Linked DNA regions of Larimichthys crocea: region 2 is linked to region 1. The links are chromatin contacts, called in public Hi-C maps. All regions are on one chromosome and are shown on one strand. The core of a region is the stretch at or near the end of the contact, and the rest is flanking DNA. Distances in the headings are between cores, read along the strand shown. Region 1 holds the start of LOC104929666 (relaxin-3 receptor 1). Region 2 holds the start of LOC104932606 (integrin alpha-6).

Region 1 (4,721 bases), core at 1,605-4,104:
CGTGGCCTTTAGATTAAAAAAGAATAAGGGGTATAATATCTCAGCAAAAGTCTTTATTATTTATATAAAAGTTGTTATTGTTTTTGTGGAACTCTAATTAATGGCTGGTCATGTATCCATGTGGAGTACTTTCTTTCAAGTGGGGTCAAGAAATGCATCTACTGTCATTTAATTTCAAACATTTCAGGGATAATTATTGAAACAACCTTCTGTTACAGGGAATCCATCTATTAAACATCTAACTGGTAATCTTTGTCTCTGTTTCACTGCTCACATGATATTTTATCCAGAATAATAAGATCCACTAATCGCTGATCTGATGTCAGGATCTCAGCCGTAAATCCACAACAATAAGTTTGTAACTCTGTCCATATTTACCAACACACACGCAGAATCTGGAGTGTGCCATATTTTATTAGCTCAATGCAATCCCAGCAAAAGATTGAGGGCAACATCAGGCTCACGTGAGGATTTATTTTTGAAACCTCTGCTCGCTGCAATAAGCTGAACTCAACTGAGGACAGTCCTAAAGATGTGTGTTACATACTGCAGTTTGACTGGAATACAGTCTGCAGACAGTGTTATAGTTTGGTGTGCATGCCAATGTTAATGCTAATTAGCAATAAATACAAAAAAATACAGGCAAGGTTGATCATTAGTTTTGCAGGTATTTAAGCAGAAACCAAACTTGGTTATTAGTTTCTCCACTCTCCACTAGGGTACTAGCACTGAAACATAATGTATGAAGATGAAACAATATGAGTTAAATGAATAACTAAAATATTACATTCTGTCATGGCATGATTCTGTTTAATAAACTGAAAAGTTTGGTCAGAAATGTTTCAGGTGGGTAAACTTAAGCTCATGAGTCCAGTATTTCTGCGACTCTATTTGCAGGATAGGTGTCATTTACCAATCCTCTCTGAGAGCTGTTTGTTCAAGTTGTTACAGAGAAAGTGGACCAAACCTTACAATTTAAAAACCAAATGATTTCAGCAAACCAAAGCCTCGAAAGCCACAGAGGTAGAAAATGAATTATTAATCAGACTGCTTTAAGCAATGTGTTGTGGTTATACATGTAGGTATAAACCCTGAATATCAGAATATCAATCAGGTGAGAGATGAGCAGATGGGGTGGTACCTGAAGGGAGAAACAGATCGCAGGAGGAAAAAAAAAAATCATTAATTCAGATATTCTTGCAAGCTGAGTTGTCCCATTTGTGGTTTCATGAACTTTTGGTCAAAATCTTTTTAAATTTTGCAATCAGGAGCCGAAGCACTTACACATTCTCCTTGCCTTCTTCTGCCTTAATGAAAAGAAAAACAGTGAGACACATATCTTTATACAAATGATTATTATACCTTTTCAATGGTGCCCTTGGGTGGATGTAATGGTCAAGGTTTTACTAACAAGAGAGAGAATATATAATCGTTTTTTTAATTTCCCTTTTCTGAATGAAGTTCTTTCTTAATATTTTGTTTGCGCACACCTGAATTACTAATAAGAACATTGCTTGTGAAGAGCTTTACTTCACCTCTGCTATATTGCATGCATTACAGACAGACCCTTCAAGATGTGAATTCCAATCACTTTGTCGGCAGGCTGCTGTGACATCATCAATGTCAATATCTCCTCAGTGATCACTTTTGTTTTCTAAGTGCTGCGAAAAAAACAAAGACACACGTATGAAAAATGAAATTAGACATGCTCAAGTGTCTTGGAAAGCTTTGACAGAATGCAAATGAGCGGCTTCACAGAGAACTTCAGGGTCAGCCTGCAGCCGTATCTGCATCTCCATCCATCTCAATATTGGTTAAACATTAAAGGGGGGAAAGGAAACTGTCAACAAATTACTGTTGCTTTCATTTGAAGTTGTTCCTCACTGCTTATGAAAGCAGACAAAGAAAGATGACAATGATGTGCCTCGACCGGACTTTAAATCAGAGAAGAGGGTCACTTATAATGTCACTTGAAATAAATTGGTGAGGTGTTGCAGTTTACTGATAAGACAAGATGCCAGGCTGTCTACGGTTGGACAAATTCAGCAAACCATAAATGAAAGTGAAAGATTTGTGCAAATTGTTTGATAGGTCAGACGTGTCCAAGCAAGTCCAGTCCAGACTGTTGAAACAGCTTTAGAAAATTACTTTGACTGAATTTTCCCTTTTCTAACCTGCACCTCCCACCTTATTTTCTCTCTAATGTACACGGTGTCCATATTGATGCATTGTGTGAATACCAACAGTGACCTATAAGAAATGCAAATCAAAAACAACACACTCATCTCTCTCTCTCTCGCTCTCTCTGGCTCCTTCACAAAGAGTGAAAGCTGTTTGAAATCTAATTTATCATTCCTCTGATGTGCATCATTTCAGATGCATGTGAACAAACCCTTGTAGGCTAAGGAAACCTTTCTGAAAATACCATCATGTATAATTTACCCTCATATCACACGCAGGAATATTAAAGGTGATATTTGGACCTGACATCAGAGCCTGTGATTAGCTGGCTCCATCAAAGAGAAAAATAAATACAACAATCATTTTTTTCAAAAAGGCTTGTAGCAAACAAATCCTGTATTAGTTGGTTTTAAATGAACTAAGGGAGAAATACATGTTTACTGAGGCCCAACAATCCATTCACCAAAGACACTTCCTACCATACAACATAATAAGCACAAAATCTCAGTATGTTTAAGCATGTCTTAAAGTCGGCACTGTTAGATTAGTCTAAATCAGGTGTAAATAATTAACCAATGTTTAAAATCTATTTCCAGGGACTTGTTTATGAACTGTCTGAGTTTTTTTTTTTTATCAACAGACTTCAATGTTTCAATGAAAGATTGATTGAATGTGTTGAAGGAAAAAATCTGGACAAAAATGCTGCTTGGGGTGGGGGTTGTGAATTCCAGGCATAGCAACATCCTTTTAAGATATTTTTCCAGTTCCTACTATTTCTATCTTTTGTGTACAGGTGGGTTTAATAAAGAAAAGAACTGGGATCAAATATCTCACAAGGCCCTTTTTGTCTTTACTTCATCTATTTAAGCTTTTTACAGAAGCACTCTTCCAAGATACCTCTGACATTTCTCACCATGCACAAAGCACAAATTACAGCTTTAATACACATAGACACTGGATTGCAGTGTGAAGCATGTGAGTGACTAGCCTTTCCCTCTTACACATGTTTATGGCAGATAAATAAAACCTTTAAAAAACAGCTGATTGTATCTTTTAATGGAAAATAGGAAGTTGAAAATCAGAACTTTAGTCACTGAAGCTTCATTCATGTCCTTTATCTGCTCGTACTAAGCCTGTAGTGCATGTGCGCTTGGCCCGGCAGCGCGCCATCGAGAGGTGGAGGAGAGTGTGAGCGAGTATAAAAGCCTCCCGTATGAGGATGCTGTCAGCATCACCGAAAGAAGAGGCGGCTGCATTACTACATACTTCAGCATGGACGCTCCTAAGTAAACTGACATGGATTAATCACCTTTTTATTGTTCTTTACATATTTCTTTCCGCTTATAAAAGCAGTAACATGCGAGCAGAGACGCGTTTAAGTTTACAAATACTCGGATGATTTACGCAACTCCGGACCTCCCGCAGAGACTTTGAACAAGACTACACACAGGACGAGGACGATGGGGATTTTTGCATCCAAATCTGCGCACCAGCACTCTGGAAGTTAGCCTAAAAAAAGGAGGTGAAACACTGGGAAGTTGTTTTTTTTTTAAATATAAAGAAAGTCGCCTTTTCTTCACCCTCTGCAGTCATGCAGAGTAACAGCACCTCCTCTGGATCATTAACCGCTTTGAGCGTGTGCGGAGGAGAGGAGGATGAACATGAAATCTTTAAACTTGTCAGCCCCACAGAGGCAGCTTCCAACCTCGCTGCGTTTAATCTTTCATTGAACTGCTGGCTTCACATCCTCTCCAAGGAGTCCTCATTGGATCTGCATGGAGACAGCGCAAATCTGGCAGTAAGGTTTATTTAAGGATTAAAAAAAAAAAAAAAAAAACAAATCCAGATGGATAAAATGAATAAATGTCATTCTCATCAGCATGTGGTGAAATAAAGTGTCTGGAGGTGTTCTCACTTCAGTTTTCCATGTGTGTACTTTTGTGACCATCTGGCAGCTCCAAGATGAAGATTTAAATGTTGTTGCATGTGTTTGACAGGTGCGAGTTCTCATTGCCACGGTGTACCTGGTGGTGTGTGTTCTGGGGCTTGTGGGTAACCTCCTGGCGCTCTTCCTGCTCCACTCCCGCCGCAGAGGCCACCACCACTCTTCCATCGACTGCTTTGTGATGAGCCTGGCGCTGACAGACCTCCAGTTTGTGCTCACCTTGCCCTTCTGGGCTGTGGACACGGTGCTGGACTTTCGTTGGCCCTTTGGCCGGGTCATGTGCAAGATTGTGAGCTCTGTCACCACCCTGAACATGTACGCCAGCGTCTTCTTCCTCACCGCCATGAGTGTGACCCGCTACCGCTCCCTGGTCACCTCTTTGAAGATGGACTGCCCTAGAAACGACACTACTCGTGCCAAATGGGCCAGTTTAGCCATCTGGGTGGTGTCACTTGTGGCTACACTGCCTCATGCTTTCTACTCCACCACAGTCCAGGTTTGTTGAACCGAGACTGAACTACCATCCCTGCTTTCATTTGCTTACAGTACACACTTCTTATGCAGTTGTTGTTGTGTTTACAGGTGTCTGCAGATG
Region 2 (4,460 bases), core at 315-2,814, 610 kb after region 1:
TTAGTCACTTCTAGAGGTGTAGTTGCTGATTGCAACCTCCTTGATTCACCCTCTCTGTCCTAGCATGATGGAGATGACTGCAAAAGGTCCGGGCTAGAGTCAGTGTTTAGTTTGTCCATTTTGGGCTACTGTAAAAACACGGTGGTTCAACATGGCGGACTCTGTGGAAGAGGACCCGCTCTCTCTGTAGATATAAAAGGCTAACGTAAGTTAGTAAGTCTAACGTAACAAAAACATAACGATTATTATTTTAAGGTGATTATACACTAAAAACAACATATTTATGAATATTACTGCATATTACATCACTGCTATATTGTAGATAGAGCCTGGTAAATGTTACACACCTTTAAACCTTTAAAGGATGTGAATACTCCCTACACCACTGAATATGAACCAACAAAACCATTTTAAATCTCTTATTCACAAACATTTCTGGTTGAGCCGTTCTAAAACAGATCACCAGATTAAAGACTGCTCTGGTCTCAGCTCAGTTAATATTCAGGCTATTCAAACCAGTGACCACTTGATGGCAGTTAGCCTTTATGCACAGTGACAAATCCCTCTGAATCAGTGCCCATAAAAATGCCAACAATGATTCAATGAGATGTTTTGCTCCTAACAGCAATGGCTTGGTCTCACCTAAAAAAAATAAAAAAAATTAAAAATTAAAACTTTGGGATATAGTCAGCCAAAAAATGTGGGCACGCGGCTTTGAGTGCACGTGAACAGGAATCTGGCGTGGAGATCCAATAAAAACTCACAAATAAGTAACCTGGAAGGAAAGACTGAACAAAGGTTAACAAGCAGCAGGCCTGTGGTTTCACTTACAGCAGGTGGATAAGGCTCGGGACAGACCTTTAAGGAACTAAACAAAATGTTTTGCTGAGATTAATGAGAAACTTGGAGCCTACTGGTGTGAAACTACATGCGGACATACCTGAGCTCAAATGACCGCGTAGCTTTAAGCTCTATAGTGACATTTCTGCGTTAACTTACATGGTGTCTGTATTTCTAAAAGCAGCTTTACGAAGGACCTGCAGCAGCTCCTACAGTCCTAATTAAACTTACAGCCGTCTGCACTGTTGTGACATTTTAATTGCATGGTTACAGAAGTTATTTTAAATGTATAGCGAGTTTCCGAGGCATAAAGAGTCCAAACGTTAAAGAAAAGAAAAGAAAAGGAAAGAAAAGAAAAGAAAAGAAAAGAAAAGAAAAGAAAAGAAAAGAAAAGGAAAGGAAAGAAAAGAAGAGAAAAGAAAAGAAAGTGTGGCTCTTACATTCTTTTATCCACCGGATCGAGCTGCCGGTGCATGGCGAGAGAGAAGCCGAAGAGGCTGCCTGGATCCCCGTTCTTCCGCAGAGCATTCTCGGTGTCCAGATTGAAAGCGGACAGTCGCCCACATCCCAAGAGAAAGACGACCACAGGCCACAGTCCACAGGTGATCCTGCCCTCCATGGGATAATAACAATAATAATACAAAAATACAAAACTCCCTTTGAGCTGGTGTAAGGTGAGTCCTCACTGAAGGAGGTGCAGAGTGCAACTAACTGCTGGGGGGGGTGTTGACTGCTGTCCACTTTACTTGGAGCTGCCCCTCCCACATGGACTCTCCTGGCACAAGCACACCTCAAATTGCTTGAAAAATCTAAAACCTATATTGTAACCGGAACAGATCAATGCCTTGTTAGTCTTTTTGTTGGTGTGCAGCAGATCAATTCTTTAATCCAAGCAGATTAGTGACGCCTGAGGCTTTGTTGAAACACATTTGCAGCAATAAGATGGTGCTTTGGGCTGCACTGGCAGCTTCTGACAGTAAAACACTATAATAAAGACTTCAGCTAAACTGCCTTGGAAACAGGCATAAACAAAACATATCCTTAGTTCCTAAGAGGGAAAATATTGGCATAAAAAAAAGCCCAGTGACACGATAGTGCAATCTGCACACTGACGGTAAATTGTGTTTACTGTTAACCAGGGGAAGATAGTAGGCTGGGAGAAAGAAGAGAAAGTATCCTCATGGCACAGTTGTTAGTCGATACAGTAATTTTGCCAGAAATACAAATATTACTTTTGGGTGTGGGATGATCAGTTCACTCAACAATCAACAATAGCAATACAAAGACTGGGAGAGGCAGACAGAAACAGAGAAACAAATACTGAGACTGAGATAAGACATGGTTTTGAACCAAAAGAATAGAACAGAAAGAGCTATTCAGCAACGGGTGTGTTTGCAATACAGTAGCAGGCCTCTACAAACCACAGCTCAGAAACCCCAAAGCTTGAAATTAGTCAGAATTTAGACTTACAATGCCCTCAGATCATTACATGTTATCACTACAGGGCCTGTGTCTTCTATAATGACTCATTAGATGAGTCACAGAAGGAGCCCAGAGACCAGACAGGGCACAGACGAGCACATTAACCCACTCCTTCAGTACAAGGTTTTTCAAGGCATTCCATGAGACGCTGACCCAAAGCCTGTCCTCGCGACACAGCATTTCAGCAGACAACGCAGGCATTGTCTGCACATTAAGAAAGAAGGCAGACAGAAAGGGAGAGGGAGAAAGAAACTGCCCACATACAGTATAAAAGGCACAAATAATGGTGGAAGAGGGGAGTGGAGAAAGGGAAAAGGGCAAGGGAAGAATGTGGCTTCTATACAGGTCTGTTATCTACTTAAGACTTGAAGCTGGACAAGTTTACTCTTGATATTTCTCTATTAGATTTTTTTTTTAATGAACAGATGACAAAATAAAGTGAATTTGATGTGTACAGATTTTTCATAGCAGAGCAATTAGTGAATTAGAGTTTCAAAACCTTCTTTTTGTCCGGCTCAGTCACATGTCTGGCAGATGTCTTGGTAATATTCCTCTATCTTATAAAAATCTCCCTTCTTCAAAGTCAAGGAATCCCTTTCAAAAATCACGTGACCATGTTGTTCCCATTCCAGGTAAGAGTATCAGCCAGCTGCACGGTCACCAGTGATTTGTGGAGTTGTCTGCAGAAGGTCAGCAACAGGTATTGGCCTTATCGCTGATAAGCAGCGTGCAAAGTGAGGTGAGTTAAGTCCAGTTGCCCTTGGAGTTCTTTCACGATAAACTTCCAGTGGATAGCACGTTGACACAGTGACAACAGGAGGACAGTTAATTAACATACATACATACAGACATATGACACTTCCTCTTTCTTCACCTTTTTGAGCCTCACCAGCTCTCATTCATCCCTCCATGGCTACTGCTGGGTTTATTTCCAGCCAAAAATTTGTTGTTATTTTCTAACCTCAACATCTCACATACCACAGGCTATCAACCACATTATCCCCCTCTCCTGTTCCTCTTCTCTTCTAATACCCTCCTGGGAAATAAAGGTCACACATCTTGTCTACACATAAACAGGCTGAAAGGCGCACCGCAGCTACAGTTGGGCATAGATTTATTGACATCTAGTGATGATTTAAGAGTGACACGTAAGGATAAAGGCAAACGACAGGAATTAACTGTGAATAATGAAAAAGTAAACAACCAGTTCCCAGCTCTGAATAAACAGAGAAATAATAAATATTGATAACATACGTAAGAGTAGATTGTTAAATGAATCACCACCTGATAAGATACATATCTCTGAATTGGTTTCCTGATCACTTTATTAATGAATCATTGCTGATTAACTCTGAGTCAGAGACGAAATAGCTCAAATCTATAATCATCAGCTACTTCTTTTTTTAAAGAGTCAACCATTTTAATTATTTTACTCAATCTTGAACAGGAAACTTCAAATTAACAATCCTGTTATATGTGCATACACACTGCAGTTATCTGTACGCAGAGCTAAAAGCTGAGTCATGTGTATGGGCGCAGTGAAAAACATATTCAGTATTGCGACAGCAGAGGAGGAAAAAACTCGCCTTGGGTGCTAAGGTAGAGGAATGACAGTAAAAGCAATGTTCTCTGACACACACACACACACGTCAAAGATTCAACGCCTAGACTCGCCCGAGCCACAGCCCTGTATTTGCTGAAGCTCCAGGTACACTAAGGGAGAACAAGCACACACACACACACACACACACACACATCTGAGGGTGTGGCGCAGTAGTTGAGTGGAAGGGTGTGTGGGTGTGTGTGTGTCTTTATGACACTGTAGAAACACGTAGCCTCGGGATACAGATAAAGACACACTCATGCACAATCAGTTTCACAATCATGTTGAACTCACACACTATCCGAGATACTTTCACTCTTCTTGACCACTATTGATTATGTGAGCCTGTTAATGTGTTGACAGCAGATTATCTCAGGCTGATATTATGGCTGATTCTCATTCAGATCAGAGAAATGTGTGAAATATTTGTCAGCTGAAAATTCACAATCAACAAAAACAGAGGGCAGACAGGGTTCAGATAACAGTCGGCTGCTTGGGTTTGAATGTACACAGTGCATAGTAACATGCCTTAAAG

What was found. A called contact is a pair of places that touch in the nucleus more often than the background predicts.
Region 2: a Hi-C map of muscle shows a contact between it and region 1, with 9 times the contacts expected there. The contact joins the promoter of LOC104932606 here to the promoter of LOC104929666 in region 1. A contact is called at or near these places in 3 of 7 Hi-C or Micro-C datasets (all in muscle).

Annotation. Positions count from the first base shown.
Region 1 is chrXII:16,128,510-16,133,230 of L_crocea_2.0, forward strand. LOC104929666 (relaxin-3 receptor 1) reads left to right here and starts at 2,855. Exons shown (of 3, transcript XM_010744247.3): 1 at 2,855-3,979; 2 at 4,179-4,622; 3 at 4,709-4,721. The coding sequence starts at 3,773.
Region 2 is chrXII:16,736,286-16,740,745 of L_crocea_2.0, forward strand. LOC104932606 (integrin alpha-6) reads right to left here and starts at 1,565. Exons shown (of 26, transcript XM_027285304.1): 1 at 1,281-1,565. The coding sequence starts at 1,459.